2 separate regions of the Sus scrofa genome follow, and region 2 is linked to region 1. Evidence: chromatin contacts called from public HiChIP or PLAC-seq data. All regions are on one chromosome and are shown on one strand. Each heading gives the region's core, a stretch centred on a gene start, on an enhancer-like site or on the middle of the called end of the contact. The rest is flanking DNA. Distances are from core to core; before and after follow the strand shown. Region 1 holds the start of NCOA3 (nuclear receptor coactivator 3). Region 2 overlaps NCOA3 (nuclear receptor coactivator 3).

Evidence for each region. HiChIP or PLAC-seq counts read pairs in DNA pulled down with a chosen protein or histone mark.
Region 2: a contact with region 1 is called in an H3K27ac HiChIP or PLAC-seq map of alveolar macrophages. The contact joins the enhancer-like site here to the promoter of NCOA3 in region 1. A contact is called at or near these places in 1 of 5 promoter capture datasets (liver), 12 of 47 Hi-C or Micro-C datasets (alveolar macrophages, embryonic fibroblasts, epiblast stem cells and 5 more) and 2 of 2 datasets of contacts at active chromatin or transcription factors (alveolar macrophages and skeletal muscle).

Annotation. Positions count from the first base shown.
Region 1 is chr17:49,525,645-49,530,726 of Sscrofa11.1, forward strand. NCOA3 (nuclear receptor coactivator 3) reads left to right here and starts at 2,631. Exons shown (of 25, transcript NM_001114276.1): 1 at 2,631-2,661.
Region 2 is chr17:49,622,807-49,627,888 of Sscrofa11.1, forward strand. The region is part of intron 2 of NCOA3 (nuclear receptor coactivator 3); the gene reads left to right. Among named protein-coding and RNA genes, the nearest start is that of NCOA3, 97 kb to the left of the region's middle. Within about 2 kb of position 2,660, at least 18 of the 83 cell types and tissues checked have an H3K27ac peak or open chromatin away from gene starts, as enhancers often do. A contact at or near this core is called in alveolar macrophages and embryonic fibroblasts, where this site is marked.

The sequences.
Region 1 (5,082 bases), core at 1,381-3,880:
CAAGCTGCTGCAGTGACAACGCTGGACCCTTAACCTGCTGCACAGTGAGAGAAATCCGGAGCTCATGGTATTGCTAAGGTCTGTTGTGGGTACTAAGAATAGAGAACGAAAGACCCAAAAACCCTACCTTCACGGAGCTTTCATTCTAGAGAGGAAAGGAGATAATACACACTATAAGTAAACAAAAATACATGGCATTTCCAATGATAGACAATACTATGGGAGTTCCCACATGGCTCAGCGAGTTAGGGATCTGGCACTGTCACTGCTGTGGCTCTGGTTACAGCTGGGGCATGGGTTTAATCCCTGGCCCAGGAACTTTTGCATGCTGCTGGTGTGGCAAAAAAAAAAAAAAGTACTATGAAGAGAAATGAAGCAAGGAAGAAAGGTAGGGAAAACTGGAATTAAAGTGGGTGGGAATTTAAAATAGAGAAATTAGGGAAGGGCTCACTGAAGAAGTGACATTTGGACAATGACTATAGGGGGGATGAGGGAGTGAGTGATTTTGATTTTCTGGAAAGAAAAGTGAAATAGGCAGATGAAATAGCGAATGCAAGATCTTTTAGGCCAGAGTGTGCTAGGTATGTTGCAGGGGCCCCAAGGAGTCCAGAGTTCCTGGAACATAACAGTGAGTAGACGAGCTTAGAAAGGGAAGGGGAAGGCAGAGACAGGTTATGGGGTTTTGCAGGTAACTGCATAGAGTTTGGAAGATAGACATAAAGTGATTTGGTTTTTACCGGGATCCCTGTGGCTGCAACATTGACTTCAGGGGAAAGAGTAGGATGGAAGCAGGAAGAACAGCAATGGAAGCTACCGCTGTAGTCCAGATGGGAAATGGCAGTGGTGGAGCTAGCAAGTAATTATTTTATTTTAGTCACATTCAAGACATTTGAGGAGTTCCTGTTGTGGCTCTTTGGGTCAAGACCCCTACCAGTATCCCTGAAGATAAGGGTTCAATCCTTGGCCTTGCTCATTGGGTTAAAGGATCCCGCATTGCTGTGGCATAGGCTGGCAGTTGCTGCTCCCATTCATCTCCTGGCCATGGACCTTCCAAATGCCGCAGGTGTGGCCCTAAAAAGAAAAAAAGAAGACATTTGATACTGATTCAATATTATTTCCTAATATGTAGTCCATATTAAAATTTCCCCTCAAGATCCTTTTTTGTTTTGTTTTGTTTTGGTCTTTTTAGGGCCACAACTGCAGCATATGGAAGTTCCCTGGCTAGGGGTCGAATTAGAGCTGTAGCTGCCAGCCTACACCACAACTCATGGCAATGCTGGATTCTTAACCCACTGACCAAGGCCGGGGATCGAACGTGTGTCCTCATGGATACTAGTTGGGTTCTTAACCTGCTGAGTCACAATAGGAACTCCCCAAAGTCCTTTTTACATTAAACAAACAAAAAAATCTGGATCCAGTCAAGGCCCACCTATTATATTTGACTTCACCTTTTTAATGCTTCACAATTTTCAAGAGTTCAGGCAAGGGATTTGTACTGTGCCCCGATTTCTGGATTTGCATAATTGTTTTTTTCATAGTTATGTTTAGCTTACCTGTATTTTGGCAAGAATACTACGGGGGCCGGGGGGGTGCGTAATGTTTTCCTCATTAGGTCATATCAGGTGACACATAATATCACTTTGATCCATTATTGGTGATGCTAAGTGATAGTGTCTGGTGATATGATCACTTGGTTAAGATCACTGCACTGTAAAGCAAGCTGTTGTCCTTTATAGGTGATAGTACTCCGTGAGATGATACTTCCGGACAGAATACACAGTGAATATACTATGTCCAACAACCTTTCATCTTTTTTTTGTCTTTTTTTTTGTCTTTTTTTTTTGCTATTTCTTGGGCCGTGGGTTGGGCCGCTCCCACGGCATATGGAGGTTCCCAGGCTAGGGGTTGAATCCACCGGCCTACGCCAGAGCCACAGCAACGTGGGATCCGAGCCGCGTCTGCGGCCTACACCACAGCTCACAGCAACGCCGATCGTTAACCCACTGAGCAAGGGCAGGACCGAAGCCGCAACCTCATGGTTCCTAGTCGGATTCGTTACCAATGCGCCACGACGGGAACTCCCCACCTTTCATCTTTAGATGACTTTAGAATCTAATGAACAGCCCTATGGCTTCTGACCTTGTGCCTCAAGTTTGCTCATTTGAACAATGAGGCTAATAGTGGTCCCTAAGGGATAATGTTTTCCAGGATCAGTGCTTGGCACACAGTAAACCCTCCATAATGTTAGATATTACTGGAAGAAAGCAAGTATGAAAAAATTAATGGAAAGGCTAGGGTTGCATTTCAGATCTGGGGACCTCCCCGCTGCTCCCATGGGGTAAGTGAGCGAAAACCTTCCCGAGGTCCCCCCCCCGGCCACGCCCTCGCGCCGCGGAAGCCCGATGGGGCGGGGCCCCCCAGCGCCCAGGCCGCGCACGGCCCCCTGGGACCGGTAGTGCTGGGCGTGGCCGCGGGACTACATATCCCGGCGGCCCCCGCGCCGTGGCTCCAGCCGCTGCCTCTTCAGCCCCTCCACAGCGACAGCGGCGGCCGCGGCGGCTGAGTCGGTGGCGGCGGCGGCGGTAGCGGCGGCTGCGGGCTGAGCGCTGAGCGGCGAGTTTCCGATTTAAAGCTGAGCTGTGAGGAAAATGGCGGCGGGCGGTGAGTGGAGATAAAGGAAGAGCGGTGGCGGCGGCGAGGGGGTGGAGTGCGAGGCGGAGGGAAGAGGGCGAGTCCCTCTGGCTGCGGCGAGCCGGCGGCTCCGGCTCCGCGGAGACGCTGAGGGGCGCGCCGAGCAGGGGGCGCGCGGAGGTAGTTTCGGGGTGTCGGGGCCGCGCCGCTTCCCCGCGGCGTAGGGGCAGCCCGCGGCGGGAGGCAGGGTGTCGAGGCTGGGCTGCAGCAGCTCGGGGGTACCAGGGAGGTCCCCGCGCGGAGGGGTCACCCCGAGGAGTTTGGGGGCACCGTGGGGGTGCACTTTTTCCTCCTGTCCCTAAAGTTTTATCCTTCCCCAGTGCTCGGGGCTGCTTTTGAAAGCTCCCCACGCCCCCTCCTCCCGCTATCTGGGCACTGATTCGGAAGAACTAGGGGGCGGGGGAAGCCGCACAGCCCCCCCCCCCGACCCCCCAGCCCAGTCTCCAAGTCGTACTCAGAATCGGGTTGGATTTTGTTGCCGTGTTTCCTCCTACACTTGGGCACTTTTGATATTTTAACACGAATTATCTGCGGGATTTCCATTTTGGGCACGGGTAGGTTCTCAGCAGTTTTTCTCAGTAAAAAAGCGTTTTGCTACCTCTGGTGTGAAGGCTGGGAAATGGCAAGTGGAAGTTGGTGAATTAAATTTGGGGTTTGGCTGTCTTTATAATTACTCTTTTTTTCCCTTCTCCATCTCTAATCTTCTTACGTACATTGATTCAATTTGTGATGGTTTAAATAAACTGTCTTGCCCATGCCTGAGAAAAACAATCCATGAGTTGTTGGAGGGCTTAGTTGCTTCCTAGGCAGTTTGAGGACATTCAGGATGGAAAAGTTAACCGAAAGAGCAGTTGGGAGAGGGAGAGAGCATCGTCTTGAAATCTCGCTAAACAGGAGGCGTTCGGGCTTCTCAAATGGAAAGACACGAAAGATACGAAATGCTCTTGAAGTCGAAACCCCCCCCCCCCTTCCGAATGTAAAGACTTCCTTCTTGCAGTTTTTGAGCAGCGCTTCAAAGCCAACCTGTTTTTGTTATTAAGCCTGTACTGTAAAGAAACAGGAAGGCAGTACCAGCTGTCTTGCTGCAGTGGTTTGAAATGGAGTTGAATGAGATGAGTGAGTGGTAGTAGTAGTGAGTGAAATTGCTGCATCTCCTTGATTCAGACGCCTGGTCTCGGATCCTCTTAACCGGTTCCTGGCTGCAGGGAAGCTTCAGTGTTTGTTGCAGCAGGTTGTTTAGAGGATGATGGAAACAAACAAAAAAACCCCAACTACACGTAGGTCTTGTGAATGCTGCATAAACCAAAATGTTAAATGGAAATCTGTAAGTTTTGTGAAATGGTCTTTCTTAAAAAAATTAAATTATTGCTTGTTTATTTCGAATAGGTTATACCCAATGGAACTGGTCTGTGTACAACTGGGAAGGTACCAAAACATTGAAAAATAGCCTCTCTCCTACTCTAAACCCTCTAATTCCCGTTCCTAGGAGGCAGTGACTGTTACTGGTTTCTGGAGTGTTCTTGGTTTGGGGAATAATTATTTTAAGAATTTTCATTTGAAACACACCCCTCTTGGATACCAAAAGCAGGAAAATAAAATGAACAGAAAAAAGGGAAAATGTGGTGGAAGCATTGCTTGCTTTTTTTTTTTTCCTTAAGCAATTGTTGATGGCTGTTAGAAAAGCTCTTACAAACTTACTGCTTATGTTGCCTTATCTACTAACACCCTAAAGAAATAACAATCTGTGGGGGCCTTAGGGTGAAGAACCCTACCAGGGTTCATTGTTTGTAAGAGGAAGCCTCTGTTGATAACATGTAAAATGATATTGAACACTATAGCTCTGTCACTGGAGGTTGCTTCAGGTTCTGCATTTAAGTGGGCAATAATCTAGCTTGTCTGTGATCCGAAATTACACAGGTATTTTATGTATTGATAGAAATGACTGAATTGTCCACTCAGCATTAAAAAAAAAAACAACCAAAAAAGGCATATACCAGCTTCTGTACATTTTGGATGTGAAGATTGTGGACCAAGTAGGAAGCTCTAATGTTTCTAGAGCAGTTAGAGGAAATGTTTCTATCATAAAATATTCCTTAACTTCAGAGGCTTTGGAAATGCTTACCAATCCCAGCGTAACTAATAGGCTTTAAAAAAAAAAGGTATTAGAATGTTGGCTTTAAATTAACAGTTCATTAAAAAAAATCATTGGTATTAAAGATGAGAGGACTAGGGATTATATTAAATATATTCTGGATGGAAAGAATAAAAATCATTAAAAAAATAAATATATTATGAAAGTGAGTATACTGTGCATTTTCCCCATATAGAAATTATTTCGTACATTGCAAGCCCCTCCCCCAAGCAAGTAAGTTAGAATTTATTCAGTAAGGA
Region 2 (5,082 bases), core at 1,410-3,909, 97 kb after region 1:
ATTGCCACAATCTGCAGTGTAGGTTACAGATGCGGCTCCATTCTGGCATTGCCGTGGAGTGTTATAGGCTGGTAGCTGCAGCTCTGGTTTGACTCCTAGCCTGGGAACTTCTATATGCTGTGAGTGCAGCCGTAAAAAGACCAAAAAAAAAAAAAAAAAAAAGAAAGAAAGAGGTTGAGAACTACTGATCTATTGAATTTGGTTGGAACTCTAGAAGCATTTGACGTAAATCTTTTACCCTGCTGTATCTGTTTGTTGCCTTGTAGCATGTCCACTTTCTGCCACAGCTGTCTCTGTTGGCTCTGTTTTTTCCTACTTGAACACCAGGACGACCTGAGCTAACCAGTAAAGTTTAGCGACTTTGAAAGACACATAGTGGAATTCCCACTGGGGTGCAGTGGGTTAAAAATTTGCAGTGGCTCAGGTCACTGCAGAGGTGTGGCCCTGCGTAGTGGGTTAAAGGATTTGGCAAGGCCACAGCTGTGGCTCAGATTCAGTCCCTGGGCTAGGAACTTCCATGTGCTGTAGGTACGACCATTTAAAAGAAAAAAAAAAGAAAGGGAGAGAGACACACGTTATTGTTAACCTGAATCTCTTTCTTTTATTAGTAGGAACCTGGTTGACTGAAGGTTAGACTTTGAATAGCTTGTATGACATGTGGTACTCAGTTGTTCCCGCTTTTAAATTACGGATGAGGAGTTCCCGTCGTGGCGCAGTGGTTAACGAATCCGACTAGGAACCATGAGGTTGTGGGTTCGGTCCCTGCCCTTGCTCAGTGGGTTGACGATCAGGTGTTGCCGTGAGCTATGGTGTAGGTTGCAGACGCGGCTCGGATCCCACGTTGCTGTGGCTCTAGCGTAGGCCGGTGGCTACAGCTCCGATTCTACCCCTAGCCTGGGAACCTCCATATGCCGCGGGAGCGGCCCAAGAAATAGCAAAAAGACAAAAAAATAAATAAATAAATTACGGATGAGCCGTTATTTTCAGTAGAGACTTTTTATAGCACAAGATACATTTGTGATTCTGCATGTATTAGTTTTGTTGATCCCTAGCACTGGGTCATCAGCTTGTTGAAGGGGAAAAAAACCCAAAACTTGTCTGTTTTAATCAACAGTTCTGCCTAAGCACACTGGCGTAGGGAATATGATCTCCTTTGTGTGGAAAACACCCAGGCTGTTGAAGAGTGACCACTGGAAAAAAAAAAAAAAAAAGGAAACAACCAAAACCTCCCACCTCCTCAGTTTTATTGAAAAATAATGGAAATACTTCACTGAATAAATTTAAGGGGTGTGCCGTGATGCTTTTACATATATTGTAAAATGATTGCCACAACAGGTTCAGCTAACATGTCATTTCATACAAATACAGTAAAAAGGAAAGAAGAAAAAGTTTCCTCCTTGTGATGAGAACTCTTAGGATTGACTTTTTTGCCTTAAAAGTTTTTTTTTAATTGAAGGATTTACTCTTTTAACAACTTTCCTTTTTATCATGCAGCAGGGTTATAGTCATATTGTATATTACACCCCTAGTACTTATTGACCATTCTTAATACACTTGGCGAAGTGGGTTTTGATTTGAGCCAGTTTAGTTGTATGAATGGTTTTATAAGAGTTCATAATTATTTTTTTTGCCTCAAATGTTCTCTAACGGTAATGAGGTGCTCCCAGCTTCATTTACTCCACAGGCATAGGCAGGTTTTATGAAGTACACAGAGAAGCTCTTTAAAGTCATGAGTCATCAAACTGACCTTTGAACAAAAAAAAAAAAAAACAAAACCAAGCTACGTCTTATTTAGATTGAGGGATCTTTTCATCCGATTCCTCAGTAGTTTATATTCTTGCTTGCGGCAGACTTCTTCCCTTGAACAGTCTTGACCTAGAGGCACAGAGTTTTCGCTCCGTGTAGCATAGCAGCTCTGTTTTGGAGGGGACTAAGGAGGCAGTTGTAGTTAGTTTGGATTTTGATATTTGACATTGCTACCAGTGCTACACAACCTTGACAGGTAAATGATCTTAGGAGTGCATTCTTACTTTCTTCATGGACTTTGCTGTACCTGCTCTCATTTGTTATTTGTATTATTGTCGTCCATGAAATCAGTAGTGCCTTTTGGAGATTGATTTGAAGAGTATATATCTTTCATCAGACATACAACTTTTGGGGATATAGAAGCATTATTTTTCAAAAAGCTTCTTTTGAATTTAAGGTTATTTAGGCTAGGATGGAATTATAATCACTGAAGAGTAATAAGCTGTGAGGTCAGAAAAAGAAAAAAGGCACTGGAAGCAGCAAGGACTGAGCACAGACTAACGTGTAGTCTAGATGGTGACCCATCCAGGAAGTCTCATGAGTCAGGCCAGCCATGTCGTGTTGCTAGACTTAGAGATCATCTGCTCCCACCTCTTTGCTTTTAGGGAAGGGAATCCAGCTAAGATATGCTTTTCCCTTGGTATATCTTATTCTCTCTTTCTACCTTCAATACCTTTTCTTTCTAAAATTAATTTGAAGTGTTTTATCAGCTTCACATTTCCACATTGTTAGTTTTTGAGATGTTACTGTTGCAGGGTAGCTTCTTTATGTTTTTGATATTGGTGGGCAGGGCCAGCTTGAGTACTGTAGGAGGAAGTGTCTTGTTCAAGGTTTGTTTTTTTGTTTTTAACTGCGCAGGCACTCCATATTAGGAATATCTGTCTTGTAGTTGACCCATGGTGACTATTGCATGTATCATGCACTGCTTGATTAGTGCTACTTCCTATAGCATCTTTGCTATTCTCAGCCATTGAATTACCATGTGGCTAATGATATCAGCTCTTAAGTTTTATTTCATTTATTTTTTTATTTTATAATGATTTTTATTTTTTCCATTATAGCTGGTTTACAGTGTGCTGTCAGTTTTCTCCTGTATAGCAAGGTGACCCAGTCACACATACATACATACATTCTTTTTTCTCACATTATCATGCTCCATCATAAGTGACTAGATATAGTTCCCAGTGCTATATAGCAAGATCTCATTGCTTATCCATTCCAAAGGCAGTAGTTTGAGCTCTTAAGTTTTAACATTTCTTTTTTTTTTTTTTTGTCTTTTGTTGTTGTTGTTGTTGTTGTTGTTATTGTTGCTATTTCTTGGGCCGCTCCCGCGGCATATGGAGGTTCCCAGGCTAGGGGTTGAATCGGAGCTGTAGCCACCGGCCTACGCCAGAGCCACAGCAACGCAGGATCCGAGCCTCGTCTGCCACCTACACCACAGCTCACGGCAACACCAGATCGTTAACCCACTGAGCAAGGGCAGGGACCGAACCCACAGCCTCATGGTTCCTAGTCGGATTCGTTAACCACTGCGCCACGACGGGAACTCCAACATTTCTTAAAGTATCTTCTCTGAGTCAGAAAGAATGGATTAGGGGAGAATAGGGCACAGGCTGTGATCATCTCTCCTTTATATCTTCTTTGCTTATTAATTAAAGTTATATCAGATTTTATTTCTGTGCACACACCCTTCTAACTCTGACCGCTTATCTTAGTCCAGAGCTTTATTGCTTACCTCAAGGGGTCTAAACACTCTCTCTCCTCTTTTTTTTCTTTACTGCTCATATTTTCATTATGTGCCAACAGACATTCTTAAGTATAAATAATACTTTTGATATAGAGACATTTATATCTATCAAAGAAAAATGAAACCACGAACTCGAAATAAAGAGAGACCATGAAAAAGAACCAGCACTGTGTGCTTTTACGTAGTCCTTTGAAGGTACTTGGATAACCTCTTCAGAATCTTCTAAAAGGTACCTACTTATTCTCTGATTATACCTGGGTATCTTAAGACACAGACTTCTATGGAGATAGTTTGATCCTATTTTCATGGCCTCACGTTAGCTACTACCTGCCACTCATGTCACTATTTCACTGGGAGAATGTTTTGAATTCTAGTCAACTATTTGTAAGTTGAGGATAGCCTGAATAGTTCTGGCTCATTTATTTGTCTGAATCTTTAAAATCTGTTGCCGTATGTGATATTTGTAACTACTTGCTTTTCAAACGGGAGCAGAAAATTGGTGTTGCTGAACATCTTTGTTCTTGGTATCGTGTGCCTCAGAGGGATCACCTTTATTCCCTACACCAGTTGCTTACTTTGTATTGCTTTTCATTCTCATAATAAACATAAGAAGTTGTGACATGTAATTATCCCTGGTTTTTACTATACTTCAAATAAATTTACAGATGACAAGCTTTTTGTAGGAGATAAATGTTTACCTTTTAGTGAAATGGGGATTCACTTCTCAAGTTTGATTCTAACAAAGCCCCACTGTCTTTTTATTGTATTATAGTAAATCATATGAAGTGTTCAAACTCCTGAGTTTGATTTTGATCTTAAAGCCACCGTATTTTTTGGTATGGGAATATCAAAGTGAAAAATGACATGTTAGAAAGAAGCAAAACTTCTACAAGGTTTTTAGGTGTGTCATCCCTTTCCTTGCCCCTGCACCTTCTCTGTATTTTGCAAATATCGTAGAGTTGGTCAGAAGTATAGCTAATGGGGAGTTCCCTCATCGCACAGCAGGTTAAGGATCCCGGGTTGTGACTGCAGCGTCTTGGTCGCTGCTGTGTGGCGGGTTCAGTCCCTGGCCCGGGGAACTTGTCCATGCTGCGGGTGTGCCCCCCTCCCCAGCCAAAAAAGAAGTACAGTTAATTGTGTGGAAAGGGGAAACAACTAGAATTGGAAAAAGGAACAAGGGGAATGGTGTAGTAGTAAAAGAGAGGAAGGAATTTGTAATAAAATAGTCTCTAACAAGATTTATAATGGTTTAGAGCCTATAATGTAGAAAAGTGAGCAAGAATAGAGTGTACTGTGTAAAATGTCATAAAAATAGAAAAGCACATAAGGATAAAGCAGGGGAAACTTACTGATTGGGAGAGTTGGGAGTGGTTTCACCAGAGGTTATAGCTGAGTTTGATCTTGAAAGATGACTAGGAGTATTTTAGTATTCAAGATAAAAGAGGGGCGAAGGGGAGATCTAAAAAGAATGACTTAAGGTTAAATACAAACAGGGAATATTTCCATGATGATCTTTTGTCAGCATCTTT